2 separate regions of the Mus musculus genome follow, and region 2 is linked to region 1. The links are chromatin contacts, called in public capture Hi-C maps. All regions are on one chromosome and are shown on one strand. The core of a region is the stretch at or near the end of the contact, and the rest is flanking DNA. Distances in the headings are between cores, read along the strand shown.

Region 1 (3,888 bases), core at 662-3,161:
CCCTAGGTTCCCCCACAGACCTCTCCCTTCGCGTCCCCCCTCCCTTTGCAGCACCTTCACTCGGCTGGCTTTTCCTCCTCCTCCTCCGCACTGAGCTGAGACGCACTGAGCAGTTTGCTCTCCTTTTTCCACTTCATGCGCCGGTTCTGAAACCAAATCTTGATCTGCCGCTCGGTCAGGCACAGGGCGTGCGCGATCTCTATGCGCCGCCGGCGGGTCAGGTAGCGATTATAGTGAAATTCCTTCTCCAGCTCCAGGGTCTGGTAGCGTGTGTAGGTCTGGCGGCCTCGCCGACCGCTGGGCCCAAAAGAGGAACCTGTTACGCAGAGAGGAGAAACTGAGGCCTGGGGTCATCACACCAAGCCCATAGCCCCTCCCCCACTCGGCCCTCAAACGTAAAGCTAGCCTGTCGGGAGTAGTCTTTCCCCCTCCCATTCCCTGGTCCCCGTTTCCTACTCCTCCAGCGCCCCCTCCAGATTCCCTCCTGGACTCCGAGGCCTGTGCTTTCTTTCTGCCTAGACTTTCAGTGGGGGGAGAGGAGGGGCACTTGGACTCTCACCTGAGCTTGGGGGAGGGGCTGGCCAGGTGTGCCTCCTACGAGCTGTATCTTTTCTTTCCCTTCCTTTCCATCCATCCAGCCCTCCCTACCCTACTCGATGATAGATTCTGGCCCTTAATCCCTAATGACGTGGATCGATTCATAGTCCGCATTAACAGCCCCTCACTTTCGTGTCCTGCTAATGGACATCAATTGGGACTTGAAGCCCACAAATAATCCAACCTGAGACCCAGGAGCCAGTTTGTTCTTCTCACTCCCTCCGCCTGTCCTCTCTTCTTCCTTCCTCAGACTATACGACCCTATGGTAGTGTCTCACAGCTCCCTGGTCCCCCTTCCCCAGTTCTCCTCCCCCAGCCCCAGGGAAACACAATCCAGGACCCAAGTAAACTCGCCCTTGCCGGCGTCATGCCACCCCTCCCCTTTCATGACGCACTCTTGTTTTTAATGGAGTGGTCTTTGGGTGCGGGGCACCCCCCACCCCTCAGATCCGGACAAGAGCTAGGGAGAACATAAAGGAATACAGGACCAGAGACTGAGTCCCCTAACCTCTTCCGGATCAACAATCCTAGCCTGACTTAAGTAGGGAGAGCCCACTTATTCCCCCTGCCTTACTGTGCAGCTGGGACTTTGCAAACTTTGCAACTTCTGCGGGCAAGAGGACTGATCTGGAGGTCGGGGGGGGGGGCAATCTTGCTCTATCTGCTGAGATGCCCACCTAGTTCCCAATGGGAGAATTGGGGTTGGGGGATGCTGACACTTTCAGTCTTTCTGCTTGCCGACCCCCCCCCACACACACACACACACAGACACGGGACAGCGGGAAGTCTCACTCACTGTTGCACGAATTCATGCGCTGCATCCACGGGTAGACGGGCGTGGAGCACTTCTGCTCCTCGGTCTCTCCGAACACGCTCTTGTCCTGTGCGCAGTCGGACTTGCGCGGCTCGGGGTGGAACGGGGGCGGCTCGTCGGCGCCGGAGAGAGCGCAGGCCGCGTCCTTCTCCCGGTAGAAGGCAGGCGCCGGCCCATAATCACAGGGCGCCGCCCGGCCGTAGCCGCCGCCGGCTGGTGGGTAATAGGAGGACGCCGCAAAGCCCTTGTCCTGGCCGGGTCCCGGCCCATAAGGCGCGGGGTAGTGCCGCAGCGGGTCCGCATAGCCAGACGAGTAGAGCGGCAGCTGGCCCAGGAAGGACTCCTGCCCGCTGGCCAGAGTGACGGGGAAGGTGGAGTTCACGAAATAGGAACTCATCGGGAGGGGAGGCGCGCGAGGCCGCTGCTGCTCCGCCGGGTTTATGATTTGTTGTGTTTTATAGTCCGAGCGCCGCGCCTATTAGTAGTATAGCCGAGATTGGGTTTTAGCTGAGGGGGGATGGCGAGGTGCCAGTGAGGGCCAGAAGGAAATACAACCATCTGATCCAACACTGACCAATGGCAGAGGCAGGAATTGTCAAATAGCACCCAGGAGGAGCGCAGCCTGCACGAGGGACCCGCGCACAAACCTATCAACCTTTTCCCCCTCCTTCCTCTCTCTCTCTCTCTCTCTCTCTCTCTCTCTCTCTCTCTCTCTCTCTCTCTCTCTCTCCACAACGCGCCCTGATCCACCTACGTATGATCTGCGAAAGAGACGTCTGTGCTTTTGAGGGAGGAGGAAGCAGTTAGATGAAGATCATCCCATTCCCCAGTGATGAAATAAATACAACCTCCCCCCCCACCCCACCCCACGCAGGAATAGGGAAAAGTTAATTGTGTTTTCAGAAAAGTTAACCCCTGCGTTGCATGGGCCCGTTCCCTCAAGGGAGGGCTGGGTAAATATCCTCGAATCTCGTTGAGAGAGAATAAAGGGGGAAGGTCTGTTTCTAGGGTTTTGTACTGGTGTGGTGGTGGTGGGGGGTGGAACGAGAACGGACTTGTCCGCTTATTTGCTTCATTTTAGAAACAAGAAAAGAAGAAACACCCTCCTTTGAAGGTTTGGAAAATCGTTTATTGTTTATCAGGCCTGTTTCCCCCTTTTAAGTTTAGGTTTTATTGTATCCCGACTTCAACCCAATTCCCCAGCTTAGAGGAGGGCAAGCCAGTTCCTTCTGCCTAGAAGACCCAAAAGAAGGAAATGTCAGGGGTGTGTGAGCCCAGTTTCTCCCTCTGGCTGCTCCCCGAAGCTATTTGCTATTGCTATTTGGCAAGCCGACCATCCGTATGCCCAGCACAGCTCAGCCGTCCTGGCTGCAGTCTTGACTGAGACTGGGCCCTGGAGAAAGAAACTAGTAGTCCTTAAACTTGGTGATGAAGGGGAAACCCCAGCCTAGGTAACTTTACTTGTTTTCATCTCTATTCTTCCTGCAACCCTTGCTTGGTCTCTCCTCATCTATCCTTATCTCTCAGGCCAAATGATGTAGCAAGAATCCCTGGCTACAGATTTTTAGAACCAAAGATGTTCCCTGTAAATCTAGATACTGGGGGGAATTGTCTTAGAAATGTTGAGTCTTCAGTATTGGAGACCGAGAGTCTCCTCTTTTTCCTACTCTCTTTATAAACTGGTGGTTCCCTTTGAAATTCGCATCCCAAGACTTGGTTTGGATTTGATTTTATAAGGAGAGAAGGCTGCTAGGTCCTCCTAGGGACTTAGTAACCACCTTCCAACCATCAAACTGGCATGCTTGCTCTAGTTCTAGACACTCACAACACTCCTGTCTCTCAGCCACTCTACAGACCACCTCCCACGTCTCATGTTTATATCACCTTCTTAGCTGCTGTAAGGACTTGGGAGTGGAAGAAAATAGCTATGCTCTCTTCCTCTCTCATCCAAAGAAAATAAGGACAGATCCCAACCTGGGGGACACAAGGTATTTCTGACATTCTAAAATGCACACCCAAGACAAACAGTGTATCCAACCTGAAGACAGGGAGGATTGGTTGTAAGACGGTGCCTGGGGTCAGGCCAGGCTGACCCACCTCTGCCTTGTTCTTTGGGTTCCTTTTTGTGAGCCAGCTCTGCCCACGGTTAATAGGAAAGGGCTGAGGATGGCTGATCAAGAGGGAGGATTTATTTGGCTGCAATGTGGCCTCTGAAGTTCTTTGAACTCATAGCAACTGCTAGGCTGTCCCTTTGTGGCAAAATGACCATTCCCGGGTATCTCTCTTAGCCTCAATCCAGTGGTGGAGGTGGTGGGGCATAAAAAGAAGCTCAAACCTCCTAGTGGTGAAGAAAGCATTGCTCTCCAGTCTAGAAATGCTGGGCCCATGCTGAGAGAGGAATAGGAGCTATTTCATCAAGGCAACAAGGCACGGGAGGACCCTCCCCCTTTCTTGCCACTGAGGCTGGGCCTTGGGCC
Region 2 (3,888 bases), core at 505-3,004, 630 kb before region 1:
TGCTGGCCTTCTGTCCTCCTTGTCCAGGACCACCTAAACACCTGAACAAGTGTTTGTCCCTTGAGGCCAGCCTAAATCTGAATTTAAAAAAACACACAAATTGATGGACTATTCTTTGTTTTTCATAATAACTCAGCTTCCAGAGTCTTTAGTCCACACAGAAGACAGTATAAAATCTGCTCGGGCTGGTGTTGCCCTCCTTGCATGCTAGCTCTCAGGAGGCAGGGGCAGCAGGATCTCTGTGAGTTTAGTCAGCACGCTCTACATACAGAACTCCAGAACAGTCAGGACCACGGAAGGAAATTGTCTGCCAGGGCAAGAGGTGCTCGCCATCCATCCCAGCACTCAGGAGTGAGGCAGAGGCTGGTGGAGCTCTGAGTTTGAGGCCAGCCTGGTCTACAGAGAGAGTTCCAGGACAGCCAGGGCTACACAGAGAAACTGCCTTGAAAAAAAAAACGAGAGAGAGAGAGAGAGAGAGAGCCTAAAAACAAGAACAGGTGTCATGTATGAGACAGGTCTGGTAGTATACATTTGTAACCTCAGCACTTAGGCAAGAGATCAGTGAGTTCAAAGTCAACCTATTTACCTAATAAGTTTCTAGTTCAGCCTGGCCTTCAGAGTGAGACCCTGTCTTAAAATCGTACCAAACCAAACTAACCAACAAACCAACCAACCAAAAATTGTCATGGTGTACAAGCGTCACAGATCTCCAGAGTGGTAAAGAGTAAAATGTTTCTAGTCACATGCCTATGAGTGATTGTGGAAAGCCGGGGTCGGGGTGGGGTGGGGGTGGGGACTTGGGGGTGGAAACGCAGATCTTGCGTGTGGTGAGAGCTGCTGTCTGCTAATACACGGCCCCGAGATGCCAGGGCTGGGCCCTTACCCTAGGCTGCAATCATGGGATAAGGGCAATCAAGCCCCAAGGATATCAGTTCCACCTCTGTGGTTTGCATAGCTTCAGGGCCCATGAAAGGCCTTTATGAGACAGTGGGCCACCTCCTGCCTTGGGAGGCTAGCACCATGGCATGCACATAAGCAGCCGAGACAGGTCCCTTCACCCCCACTAGAGCACTTGCTGATGGGCTTTGCCCAGAATGGGCCAAGCTCCCTCTGAGCTGGACAAGTTAACCATTGACTGAGGCAGGGGTGGAGGTGCAGGGGAGAGAGGAAGGGAGTATTGTAGAACCCGCTCCCCTCCCTCTACAGGGCCCCCCTAGTGGCCCTCGACCACCCTGAATGAGACTGGACAGGAAGTGGGAGATATTTCTGCCAGATAGCCAGACATACATGTTCTAGGTTGTGGGCCAGAGGGGACTGTCTTGAGCGGAGTTAAGAGTTTATATATTGAAACTTTCTCAGCAGGAATTCTTTTGGAGGCCTGGACCTTCTCCAAGAGACTAGTGAGGTGAGACTGGACGAAGTAAGAGTCCTGCTGAGCTTGTCCACCATGGAGCCATGAGCTGGGGAAACTCTGGCCAGGATCTACATCTAGGTTTCCCCACCCACCAGTCCCTGCTGCCTGTACCTGTAATCCGGACTGCTCTGGGCTGGAGGCGCGACTTTCCCTAGAGGAGTTGACAGTAGGAGCTGCCCAGGCAGGTGAGACTGGAGGAGGAGAGGGTGTCTCCAGGGTGTCGCGCTGGCCAGACTCAGCCTGGAGAGGTGGGTAGGAGCAGCTGCAGGGCAGGTGTAAGAGACAGGTGCAGAAGCAGGTACCTGCCTGCTGCGTGAGCTGCAGCTCCAGGAGTCAAGGTGAACCTGAAACCCGGCCCCTCCCAGCTAAGTAAACAGAAGCAGAGGCTGGCTCAGGCTGATGAATATTCATCACCCCAGAAATCCAATCCCAGTGCCCCTGCATCCACCCAGGAGCCAGGGTCCTCCTGGGATCACCAAGCTGGAGGACGGGATCCCGAGGGACGTCTGGGATTGGGGCGCACAGGAGCCTCTCTCCTCAGTTTTCCAGCTCTTCAGTGTCTGGTTGCACTCTGGAACCATCGCCAAAGCATCTCCCACCCATTTTCTCTTCCAAAGAGGCTCAGACCCCTCCTCGACATGGGCCACCACCTGAATCTTGCCAGGGCACACAAGAGAAAGGGTTAAGGACCATAGCGGGCTGGGCATCCCAGCTCCCTTTGAACTCCCGGGGGTTGAAACCAGTCTCTGGTTGAACTGGTTAGCAGACCGGTTCCCAGGCTGCCTGCTCTCCTCCACCCAGAGTTCCTCTGCAGGCAAGGAGACTGACTGGGATTCCCTCCTGACTAGAAGCCCCTCCACCTCCACCCCCCACCCCCAAGATCTCAGTAGAGGAAAAGGGCATGTGGGCAAGGTTCTTTAGACCCCTTGCATAGCGTCTTCCTGCTCAGAGGTGGTTACGGGGAGGGGACTTAAAATAATAGGGCAGAGCCAGGTGCCGTGTAACCCCAGGACCCAGGAAGCTAAATCAGGAAAATCATGAGTTCAAAGCCAGCCTGAGCCACATAGAGAATCTGTCTCAAAATGCTGAAAGTACACAAAGAATTTCCTGTGGGCAGGGGTTTCTCAGACTCCTAAAGAGAAAGGTAGAGAGGGAAGAGGAAGAAGAGGAGGAGGAAGAGAAGAGGGGGAGGAGGAGAGGAGGAGGAGGGAAGGTGGAGGAAAGAAAGGAGGAGGAGGAGGAGGAGGTGATAGGTATAGCAAACAGAAAGGTAGAACATGTATGTACACAGTCACCTTCCACAAACGCACCTCAGTCTGGCAGCTGGCCCTGGGGAGTGTTGTTGGGTGGCGGCCCTGAGGCCTTCTCTTGACCTTCAGATGGGTATCCCTCCAGAGTGAGACACAGCTGCTGCATATCCAGGGTTCTCACAGCTTCTTGTACCCAATATACTCACAGATGCCTTCCTTCCTCTCTGAACTGGGTATGTGTGCCCAGTACAGAGCAAGGCACTGGGGCTAAAAAAAAAACAAAGAGGCATAGATGGTCCCATTTCCCTGGCTCCCTCCCCAGGGTATGTTTTGACTCTAACTAGCCAACCCTCAAGTCTTCTCCATCTCCAGCCTTGCTTCAGTTAGGTCTAGCAGCTTCCGCCTCCTCTTCTTCCTCTTCCTCCCCCTCCTCTTCTTCTTGCCTTGGATCTTAGTCCTCTTATCCCAAATAGCCCTCGGATGGACAGACTTCCCATCCCATAACCCGTGCTGGAGCTGCCTTGACCCAGGCTCTTAGGAGGGAACCTCTACAGCAGCAGTTCTTAACCTGTGGGTTGAGACCCCTTTGGGAGTCACACATCAGATATCCTGCATATCAGATATTTCCCTTACAATTCACAACGGTAGCAAAATTGCAACGATGAAGTAGCAACAAAAATAATTTTAGGGCAGTTCACCACAACGTGAGGAGCTGCATTAGAGGGTTGCAGTGTTAGGAAGGTGGAGGCACAGCGTTAGAGCCTTCCGGGTTCTTTCCGACCCTCTCCACCCAACTCTCCTGAAGCCGGGCTCTTCTTTACCCACCTTTATAGGTACAGAGGTTGCTTAGGAAGGTGAATTCAGGAACACTGACTGCGCTCTGAGCTAGGAAGAGCTTCCTTACCCACTCTGTTCCCCAAGCCAAACTCCTATTCATCCCTCAAAACATGAACTGATCATTACACCTCCCATAAGAGCAAGGGTTTCCCTGTACTCCATAGAGGTTGTCCATATATTTTTGTTGAGTAAGAGATAAATACCAAGATTGATAATGCACACATGCATGTGCCCACATACAAGTAAATAATAGTATATACTAAGCTGCATAACTGTTAGTCTTCCTTATAGAAAAATTAGTTCCAGCCAGCATGGTGGCGCACGCCTTTAATCCCAGCACTCCGGAAGCAGAGGCAGGAGGATTTCTGAGTTCGAGGCCAGCCTGGT

The links. Capture Hi-C pulls out chosen DNA fragments and counts their contacts.
Region 2: a capture Hi-C map of embryonic stem cells shows a contact between it and region 1, with 2.9 times the contacts expected there. The contact joins the promoter of Prr15l here to the promoter of Hoxb6 in region 1. A contact is called at or near these places in 8 of 39 promoter capture datasets (the 3T3-L1 cell line, the C10 cell line, cranial neural crest and 4 more), 9 of 115 datasets of contacts at active chromatin or transcription factors (bone marrow-derived macrophages, differentiating embryonic stem cells, embryonic forebrain and 5 more) and 2 of 9 other capture datasets (embryonic stem cells and liver).

Annotation. Positions count from the first base shown.
Region 1 is chr11:96,297,097-96,300,984 of GRCm38.p6, reverse strand. It overlaps Hoxb6 (homeobox B6), which reads right to left and starts at 1,911. Exons shown (of 2, transcript NM_008269.2): 1 at 1,394-1,911; 2 at 1-316. The coding sequence starts at 1,808. The coding sequence ends at 57. The region is part of intron 1 of Hoxb5os (homeobox B5 and homeobox B6, opposite strand); the gene reads left to right.
Region 2 is chr11:96,927,147-96,931,034 of GRCm38.p6, reverse strand. It overlaps Prr15l (proline rich 15-like), which reads right to left and starts at 1,754. Exons shown (of 3, transcript NM_146026.2): 1 at 1,526-1,754.